Linked DNA regions of Mus musculus: regions 2 and 3 are each linked to region 1. The links are chromatin contacts, called in public ChIA-PET and promoter capture Hi-C maps. All regions are on one chromosome and are shown on one strand. Each heading gives the region's core, a stretch centred on a gene start, on an enhancer-like site or on the middle of the called end of the contact. The rest is flanking DNA. Distances are from core to core; before and after follow the strand shown. Region 1 holds the start of Tctn3 (tectonic family member 3). Region 2 overlaps Sorbs1 (sorbin and SH3 domain containing 1). Region 3 overlaps Cc2d2b (coiled-coil and C2 domain containing 2B).

Region 1 (2,851 bases), core at 89-2,588:
TGCCTATCATGTGTGCCATAGCCATGCCTGCCTGTGTCTCAGATTAGTGCAAATACAGAATGTTTGTGCTATTAGGCATGCAGAAGGGCCACGCCACTCCTGAGAAGAGCAAGCACATACTAGAGAGTGTTTCAGAACTTAATGATAAAACCGTAAAAGAGCAATCAGCTAGCTTGCTTCTTGGTTCCTTGGCTATTTCCATCTCTGTATCTTTACTTTCTCCTCAGAAAATGTTTCTAAATTGTAACTTTCTCTAAGTCCTCATACTCTTCTCCATCCTGTTTTCTTGTCCTGAACCTCTTCCCTTACTACCCTTTCCAGCAACAAATATACAGATCACATTTATTGATATAATGCACTAACTAACACTTTTTAAAAAATAAAATAAAATTTAACTTGATAGAGTGTTTGGCAGGAGTGCATGAAGGTGGCCTATATGACTAAAATTCCAGACCCAGGAGGTTCAGAAATTCAGCCATCTTTGACCACATCTTGAGTTTGAGGGTCAGCCTGGGCTACATGAAACTGTGACTAGGCGACAGGGAGCGGGGAATAAAGAAACTCGTGGAGTTGAAATAAGCATTGTTTTATTATGCTTTTTAAAAAATACCATAGTAATTAAAGTGGAGACATTTTTAAATTTTATTTTAGATTTTATGCAGAGGAGTGTTTTGCCTGCTTGAGTCTTTGCACCTGCGGGTGTCAGATGGCGCCCACTGAGGCCAGAAGATGGCACAGGCAATGGATCTCCTGGAACTGGAGCAGCGGATGGTTGTGAGACACCTTGTGGGTTCTGGGAAGCGAACCCCAGTTCTTTGAAAAAAACAAAAACAAAAACAAATATTCTTAGAAGCTGAGCCATCTCTCATGCCATCATTGGGACTTTGTTCATTTGTCTTTGTTTTAGGGATCAGAGTCTCACTCAGTAGCCAGTTTGGCCTAAACTTTGTGATCAGGTACTCAGTTTCCCGGCACACGTAAGGGATGTGACTTTCTATGTTTTTCTCCTTGAGTTCATGGTGTTTCCAGAGAAAGGGCCTCTTACCTTGGTAAGATCTCAGTTTGTGCCTCTTGGTCTTCCTCTCAGTGATGACTTCATCCAATTCTTCCAGGTCCGTAAAGCGCGCCAACCCTCTGCCAGCTGCCATCTAGCGGCGGGATCAGGCAAAGACGCCTTCGCCCCCGAGGCTCCCAGCGGTTGCCAGGTAACGGGAACCACGCGCCGCTAAGGAGGAGAGCAGCATGAAGGACGCTCAGGGTCGTAACAACACGGCCTTCCATTGGCTGAAGAGCACCCGGCTCCCGCCTGAGCCAATGCGCAGACGGAAGCTGATGACGAAGTACGCGACTCTTCTTCCCAGGGCTCCTGGGACGTATCTGGAGACCCAGGCTCCTGTCGCACCGCTCTGCGGCCAGGCTGCCTTATGTGCACCCTGCAGCTGCACCTGCTGCTGCTGGTGGTCCTGATGCTTTCTGAGACCGCCCGACCGCAGCCCTCCTCCACAGCCCGGGCTTTCCCCACCTCCTGGGGCCTGGAGCCAGTGACGCCCGAAGTGCCAACCTCAGCTCCTCCGGATTCGTCTGAGAGTCCGACTCCCTGGACTCTATCGATGCCCGTGAACGCGACCACCGACCCCTTTCCAGGTGATGCGGCGGGATACGGGATGGAAATACTGACTTCTCAGATCTAAAATTGTGTAGACAAAATTGCCCTGCCACGTAGCTGGCACTGGGGCTGTCCGCGCGGGAAAACTTTGGGGGAGCTTCATCTCGCTTTTCTTCTTGTACTTACAGCTTTACCGATCTGTGTCTGTGACTTGACTCCGGGTACCTGCGATTTAAACTGCTGCTGTGACAAGGACTGCGATCTTCTCCATCCCAGAACAGTCTTTTCCTTCTGTCTTCCTGGTAGTGTAAGGTGAGCTGCGGTGCTCCTCCGGTGGAGGAGTAAGAGTGAGTTTCCTACCCGCTGTCTCCCGGTCGGATGTCCCCTTGGGCTTTCCTGGGAATGCTGAGCCATCCAGTAAAACAAAACCTGAGTGTTGCACCTCTGCCCAGAGACCCCTCTTATTGGCATCAGACATTGGTGGGGTAAGGCCCCCTTCCCTAGATGTACTCCATGTCTCTCTCTTAAGTATCTTCACCTTTCCTCACAGATCTTCAAGTTGGGTATGTGTGGACAACTCTCTTATGTTCAGGAGCAACTCCCCGTTCCCTTCCAGAGTTTTCACGGACTCCAGTGGAACGACACAGTTTTGTGTCCGTGTGAACAACTGTGAGTAGAAACGAGTTTGACAGCTCTTATCATTGAATGTTTATTGAGATGTGACTTTGTCTTTGGGATTCCCAGCTCTCTTATTTCTTTTAGATTCCCTGTCGCTCACCCCTCTTACCACTACCCTCTTACTTTTAGTTAATAAGAACATTAGTAATTTCATGAGACTCTACCACCTTTAAACTACTGCTCAGCACCTTTAGCCTGGCAATCTGCATTGATTTCTTTCTTTGTGTCCTTCTTTCTCTTTCTTTGTCCGAAAACTTTTCTCTCATGATTTTATTCTGCCCTTTTGTTTTGGACGAATTCATGTCCTTTGTCCTCAAGCTGTGCCTTAAATTTTTCCTAACTTTTATCTGCTTTCCCCCTTGACTCAAGTGGCCCTCTTTTCTCCATTCATTGCGAACATCTTAGCTCTTCTAAGAATCTTCTGTCATCTGCCCAAGTGAGCCCATCCTCAGAAGTTAGTTCTAAGACACTCGTTGTCCTAAGTCATTCCTTAAGAATTTGTAGAGTTCCTTGTATGATTGTCAGTTTATGTGAATATTATGATTTCCTCCAGATAAGCTGTCAGTG
Region 2 (2,851 bases), core at 219-2,718, 220 kb after region 1:
CCAAATATCCCCTTTGAAAAGGCAAGATGTGCACTCAGGAGGAATCCTCCGGAGAGAGAAGACAGAGGGCAGAAGATGAGGGGTGGGAGGCCTGGGTGGCATGAGGCTGAGTTCCTTGGGCACAGGACATCTATGCCATTTTTATCCCTCACCTCCCTAGCTTGCTGCCCTCCTCCATTCAGTTCTTGTGAGCTATACTCTTAGGGTCTTGGGGCTGTCTTGGCTGTCTTGCACGTAGGGAATATTGAGGGGGGGCGTGCTGTGGGAGGGCTGCAAGGGAATATTTAAACTGGGAGCATGGGAGGGGCTTCTGAAATCCTGGGATCACCAGTTTCACTCTTTAAATCTGTATATAGAAGAAACTTTTATTAAAAGAGTTTGTGTGTGATGTTGGGGGGGGGAGGATGTGTGTGTGAGATACATCACAGCAGTAGTGATGGCTTCCCTCTGCCTTAGCTAGACTCACGTTTGGTAGGAAACAAGGAGACAGGTGTAACCTAAAGGTCATCAGAATGGCCTGCAATGGACACCGAGCCAGGATAACTGGGCTCCTGCCTCAGCCTCTGCACTTGAGAACAAAGGTAGAACAAGTGACTGAGTGATTGGCTGAAAACAGCACCCCAAATCTGCTTCCCACCCCAGCGCAGTCTCCCAAGTGATTGTAAGGTACAGTGAACAGGATTCCTGTGAGAAGTTCATTCAATCTAGATCTATGCAGAATTGTCGCTCCTGTCTCAGTTATTGTAAACATAGACTGTGTGCGTGCTGTGTGCCTTCCGAAGCAGCAGCAGGATGGACAGAATGGGCGCTGTCCACTTTCCTTCCATTCCTTCCTGCCCACTTGGCAATCCCAGTCACGTGGTGCTGAGTCAATAGTCTCTTATTTCCAAGCAGACCTACCCCGTGTCATTCTGTTTTCTGTGACTCTGAGACCCCTGGGCACAGTCCATTGGGGTTACTCTGGCACCATGCTGCATCTGCAAGGGAGGTTTGGTGATGTGCCTGTCATTGAGATGGGTGGTCTAGGCAGGCAAGAAATGGGGTCTCGGCATCCAGCGCTGTGTACTGGGGTGCTGTCCAGAGCCTTCCTCATCCACTTGGCACCTCTTTTCTAGCAAAGAGTGGGATTAAGCAGCACCATCTGTTTCCCAGCAGATGGGGGTCAGAGCAGGTACAGGACCCTAAAAGGTATGCTTTGAAAGAAGCAGCTTTGAGGCCTGAAGGACCAGGCAGTCTACAAGGGCATTCCCCCTTTTAGCTGCACTCAACCTACAGCCATGGCCCCGTCCTCAAATTCCCGGTTGTACAGCAGATGACCCACTGTTCCTAAGGGACACCTCGTACTCTGATTGTATCCCCCTTCCTCTACTTGCCAGGCCATCTGTGTCTCTGTACATCTCTGTCCAGCCCTGGCAAGCTCCCTGTGCCAGGGGCTGCCAATACCCATGGATCAACTCCATCTGAGTGATGGCCTCAGAAAGCTTCAGCCATCTTGGCCCAGAACCCCAGAGAGAGAAAGCAGGCTATTTTTAAGGACTGCATCCACGGCTCTCTTCATTGTTCTTGTGGCGTAGGCAGTTTCCTCCTATTGTCCCCACACAGTTCCTCGACTTGCCTGAGCGGCTCCCAAATGTTGTTTCTGGATGCACCGTTTACCCTCTTGTGTTTCCAACAGCCGACCCTTTCCGTGCTCGCTCTATATCTGCTGTTAAAATAATTCCCGTGAAGACAGTGAAAAGCCCTTCAGGCCTAGTACTCCCTCCAGGTATCTCTCTTTGGGGCTGTTTCTTTTAATTGTCCGATCATGCATGGTTTCTTTCCTTCTTTGCTCCTAACACCATACTGTGAGCCCTAATCCTCGCATGTGTAGAAGGCATTTCCTCTCCCTAAGTTGTTTCCTCTGTGTGTGCGTGTGTGCGCGCGCGCGCGAGTGTGCGTGTGCGTGTGCGTGTGTGTGGTCTGTCTGCAAGTGTGTAAGCCAGGGAGGAGTAAGGGAAGAGCCTGAGGCTGCAGCCTTGTCTTCCTTGCTTTAGAAGGCTTACTGTAGAGGCTGAACCTTCTTTGTAGTGGGGCTCTCTCCTGAGAAGTTTGCAACTCCCAATACTTCTGTGAAAACTGTGTTTCCGGGAGAGTTAGCCTGGCCTCAAACCTCTGAGTCAGGCTGAATGTGAAGCAGCTCCTGTAGATGTTGGATGGTGACTCCCCGTGTGATACTCAGGGCCATTTCCCAGAGCACTCCAGCCCCTCTCTGGCTTCGCCTGCAGTTCCTTCCTGCCTCTCCTCTCCAAGAGGTGGGGGGGGGGGTGTACATTTCTGATTCAAAGTTCTGTGTAGTCAGAGTGGGATGGGTGGAGCTCAGAAGTTGGACAGATCTGGCTATGCGTCCAGGATCGTACAGCTGGGCTGTAGATTTGCCAGTTTGCCTGATGTTCCTATGACCAAGGTTTGGCTTTCCTAATAGTTTTATAACACCAGTCACTTACTCTCTTGATGGGGCTAGGCGCTCCCTGGGGTTGCCATGTGGTCTGGGATGTGCTGTGAGTTTTGTGGTTTCCTCCCCATGGAAGAGGGGGTGTTGGGGGCAGGAATAAAGAGCAGGGGGAAAGGAAACTTGCTTTCTCATTACTTCCCCCCACCCCACCCCCAAACAGACATGGGCAGGGTGTTGAGTCCCACCCAAAGACACGCTGTAAGCTCCAGCCTCGCCCTCTCATCCTCATTGTGGTAATTTTAGATCAGGAAGCTGGACTCTGAGCAGTTTGGCAGGTGTGGGGATGTAGGAAGTAAGTGTGGAGTTGACTTGACTTAGCTGCATAGAAACACTTGGCTCTGTGCTCTGAGAAGTAGCGTG
Region 3 (2,851 bases), core at 166-2,665, 150 kb before region 1:
CTTACCAACTCATCTTTGTTTTCAGTTTGGGCTAAGCCCTGATCTTGACCCAATAAGCACCTGTCTGCCCAACTCTTTCTCATTTAGTCCAACCCAGCTGCTACCCCAAACCGTCACCTTCCTGGTCTTCAGTAAGCAGCTCGCAGCAGAGCATTCCTTGTGCTGGTGGCTGCTGTGGGATGGAGTCTAAGCTGAGGAGATTGAAATGTAGGTGGACATCAATGAGCATTGAGTAACAAGGGGGGGGGGATGCTGTCCTATCTCGAAGGAGCATCCCTCCCTCGCTACAAAGAGACCACCAGAACCTTCTGAGAGCATCCTCAGACTTCGCCCTAGGTTCACGGATGAGGTTGGACCATCTTTCTCTCGGCAGGAAGGAGCCACACTCAAATTCAGCTTCTTGTAAAAGATATTGGTGGGACAGGGGCAGTAGCTTCCCAGGGCCTTCTGGCAGGAAGATAGCTTTCCCAGATAACTCCAAGTTGCGGTCATCTAACCTGCACTCCAGCATGCCCAGCCCGGTCTGGGGCCTCACCCTTTGCTTCACTTCTTTCATACTTGCTCTGTGAGAAGGAAAAGTGTCCCCGCATAGCATCTGGTGCCTGCACTCCGCTATGTGGGAAGAACAGGGAAGAAGGTCCCCTTTTCTCAGAAAATCCTACCCCTTAACCGGTATCTCGAATTTCTGGAAGGTCAGCTGGCTTTCTTTGTATTTAAGATCTTGGGAAGGATGGAAAAAAAAAACGTATTTTGATATTCAGATATTGAATACCTAATACATGCCAGGAGGAGAATAAACAGACCAAAATATCTATATTGGGCAACACTAAGAATTATGAGGAAGAATGAAGCAGGGTAAAGGCACAGAGAGCTCGGAACTCGGTGGGTCGGGGCTATTATTTTAGTTAGGACCTTCTAGGCCCAGCATCTTTAATCATGTGTCATTCACATAGAGTCCCGAGGGTAGTGAGGGATGCAGTATGGATATGAGAGGAGCTTTCAAGGCAGGTAAATAACTGTAAAGCCCTGGGCCCTGTAAGTAAGGAGCAGGGGGCGGGGCGGGGGGTGGGGGTGGGGTTAGGTGGCAGAGGAGGAAAACAGAAGAAATGAGAGAGCGCACGCAAAAGAGTGCGCACAGCTAAGTGGGCGGGTCATGCAGGACCCGGGAAAAGCTGAAAAGACTTTGCTTTCCTCATAAGCGAACCAGGAAACCCTTAGACGGGGTTAAGCGAGAGAAAAGTCTTTGCTTTTTACAGGATTGCTCCGAGTGCCCAGTGAATTTGGGGATGGGGGTAGGGTTGGGGGGAAGGCCTGGCAACGATGCAGGCGAGAGTCTGTGTCTGTGTTGGCTTACACCAGGGCGGCACCGTGAAAGTACAGAAACGTGAGTCTGATGGCAGGCAGTCTTAAAGCGGAACCTACAGACATGTGCAGAACTAGGCATGAGGTATGAGAATGACACAGAAGCTAACCTGGCACCAACAGGATCAGGCTGGAGAACCAGGAAAATGGAACCAGCACTGCTAGTTCTTTCTGCCAGTGAGCGTTCTGTTTCTAGAAAGCGTGGGCGCATGCGCAGAGAGAGCATTGTGGGAAATGGTAACAGTCATTTTTCCCAGGACAGAAGATTTCATGCGGTGTTTATTTTTTCCCTTCTTGTTTCTGTATTAAGGTTCTGGGTGGTGGTGGTGTTGTATTTGCTCAGGTTTTTTAAAGGTAAAGTTTTATAGGTGTTCTGAGGGCTTTGCTGATTTTGTTTTCCAAGACAGGGTCTCACTAGGCAGCTCAGGCTGGCCTCATCTCTCAAACGACGAGATTACAGTCCGTGCCTTATAATGAACAGCTGTCGGTAGACGATTTATATCCTGGGGGGAGGGGGCGGGGGGGGGGTGAACCCAAGGCCAACAAAATCAGTTAAAGAGCCACGGAGAAATAGAACGGAGAGAACTGGAGAGGGCAGAGAGGACCTGGTCCCGGAGAGCTGGGCGATACACAGAGAGATGGGAGAGTTGGAAGCAGTAGGCTCCGGGTGGCAGGGCCCTGAGAAAACGTAAAGGTGAAGGAGAAAGTCATGGTACAGGGCAGACAGTAAGGATAGCGAGATGGATGAATCAGGAAGGGGTGAGAATGGGAACTGGGAGCGGGGGGTGGAGGAAGAGGGGCAAGCACACAGCAGCAACTGGTTGAGGAGTGTGCACTAGTTTGAGAAGGAACAGGAAGATGTGAGAGAACAGAGGGGTCGGTAGCTGACTGTGCAGGAACGAAAACTGGAGAGACAGACGTGAGGAGTAATATGGAGACCACAGTGTGAGGAGACACTTTTTTAGACAAGGACAACAACAACAAGACACAGCGAACACAGGTGGGGGTTCTGATACCCACACTTCCCTGCTCTGTGGATGCTCAACTCCCCAGCCTTACTTTCCTTATCTATAGAATACAAACAATAAAGACTGTCCCACAGATTTGGGTGTGTGTGTGTGCGCGTGGGTGTGTGTGTGTGCGCGTGCGTGCGTGCGTCGCATTGCGCTCCTGAGAGTCAGGACAAAGCACAGGCTTGGCGCTGTCCTTAGGTGCCCTCCATCCTCTTCTGAGAGACCGTCTGAGACAGTCTCTAATTGGCCTGGAATTTGCCAAGTAGACGAGGCCAGATCACCAGGGTCCTGCCTCTCTGGGGTACCAGTATTACACATGCACGCCACCACATCTGGCTTTTTGACCTGGGTTCTGGAATCAAACTCAGGTCTCTCACGCGTGCATGGCAAACGCTTTCGCCACCAGGCTAGCTTTCCGGCCCTCACTTATGAGCATCGACTAACGGGATCCATTCTGATGATCTAGTGGATCACTG

What was found. Promoter capture Hi-C pulls out the DNA fragments that hold promoters and counts their contacts. ChIA-PET counts read pairs in DNA pulled down with a chosen protein or histone mark.
Region 2: a contact with region 1 is called in a promoter capture Hi-C map of the HPC-7 cell line, with 4 times the contacts expected there. The contact joins the enhancer-like site here to the promoter of Tctn3 in region 1. A contact is called at or near these places in 7 of 39 promoter capture datasets (the C10 cell line, the HPC-7 cell line, HPC-7-derived erythroid cells and 4 more), 1 of 484 Hi-C or Micro-C datasets (pre-B cells), 2 of 115 datasets of contacts at active chromatin or transcription factors (bone marrow-derived macrophages and stem cell-derived neural progenitor cells) and 2 of 9 other capture datasets (adipose tissue and liver).
Region 3: an RNA polymerase II ChIA-PET map of memory CD8 T cells shows a contact between it and region 1, with 14 read pairs. The contact joins the enhancer-like site here to the promoter of Tctn3 in region 1. A contact is called at or near these places in 3 of 39 promoter capture datasets (the HPC-7 cell line, HPC-7-derived erythroid cells and second pharyngeal arch cranial neural crest), 3 of 115 datasets of contacts at active chromatin or transcription factors (the 230-238 cell line, embryonic hindbrain and memory CD8 T cells) and 4 of 9 other capture datasets (adipose tissue, liver, macrophages and 1 more).

What each region holds. Positions count from the first base shown.
Region 1 is chr19:40,610,718-40,613,568 of GRCm38.p6, reverse strand. Tctn3 (tectonic family member 3) reads left to right here and starts at 1,338. Exons shown (of 14, transcript NM_026260.3): 1 at 1,338-1,644; 2 at 1,795-1,918; 3 at 2,157-2,275. The coding sequence starts at 1,425. It also overlaps a transcript of Entpd1 not described here.
Region 2 is chr19:40,394,593-40,397,443 of GRCm38.p6, reverse strand. All of the region lies in intron 4 of Sorbs1 (sorbin and SH3 domain containing 1), which reads left to right. Among named protein-coding and RNA genes, the nearest start is that of A930028N01Rik, 99 kb to the right of the region's middle. Within about 2 kb of position 1,468, at least 51 of the 459 cell types and tissues checked have an H3K27ac peak or open chromatin away from gene starts, as enhancers often do. A contact at or near this core is called in the HPC-7 cell line, adipose tissue and liver, where this site is marked.
Region 3 is chr19:40,760,800-40,763,650 of GRCm38.p6, reverse strand. All of the region lies in intron 6 of Cc2d2b (coiled-coil and C2 domain containing 2B), which reads right to left. Among named protein-coding and RNA genes, the nearest start is that of Cc2d2b, 13 kb to the right of the region's middle. Within about 2 kb of position 1,415, at least 39 of the 459 cell types and tissues checked have an H3K27ac peak or open chromatin away from gene starts, as enhancers often do. A contact at or near this core is called in memory CD8 T cells, where this site is marked.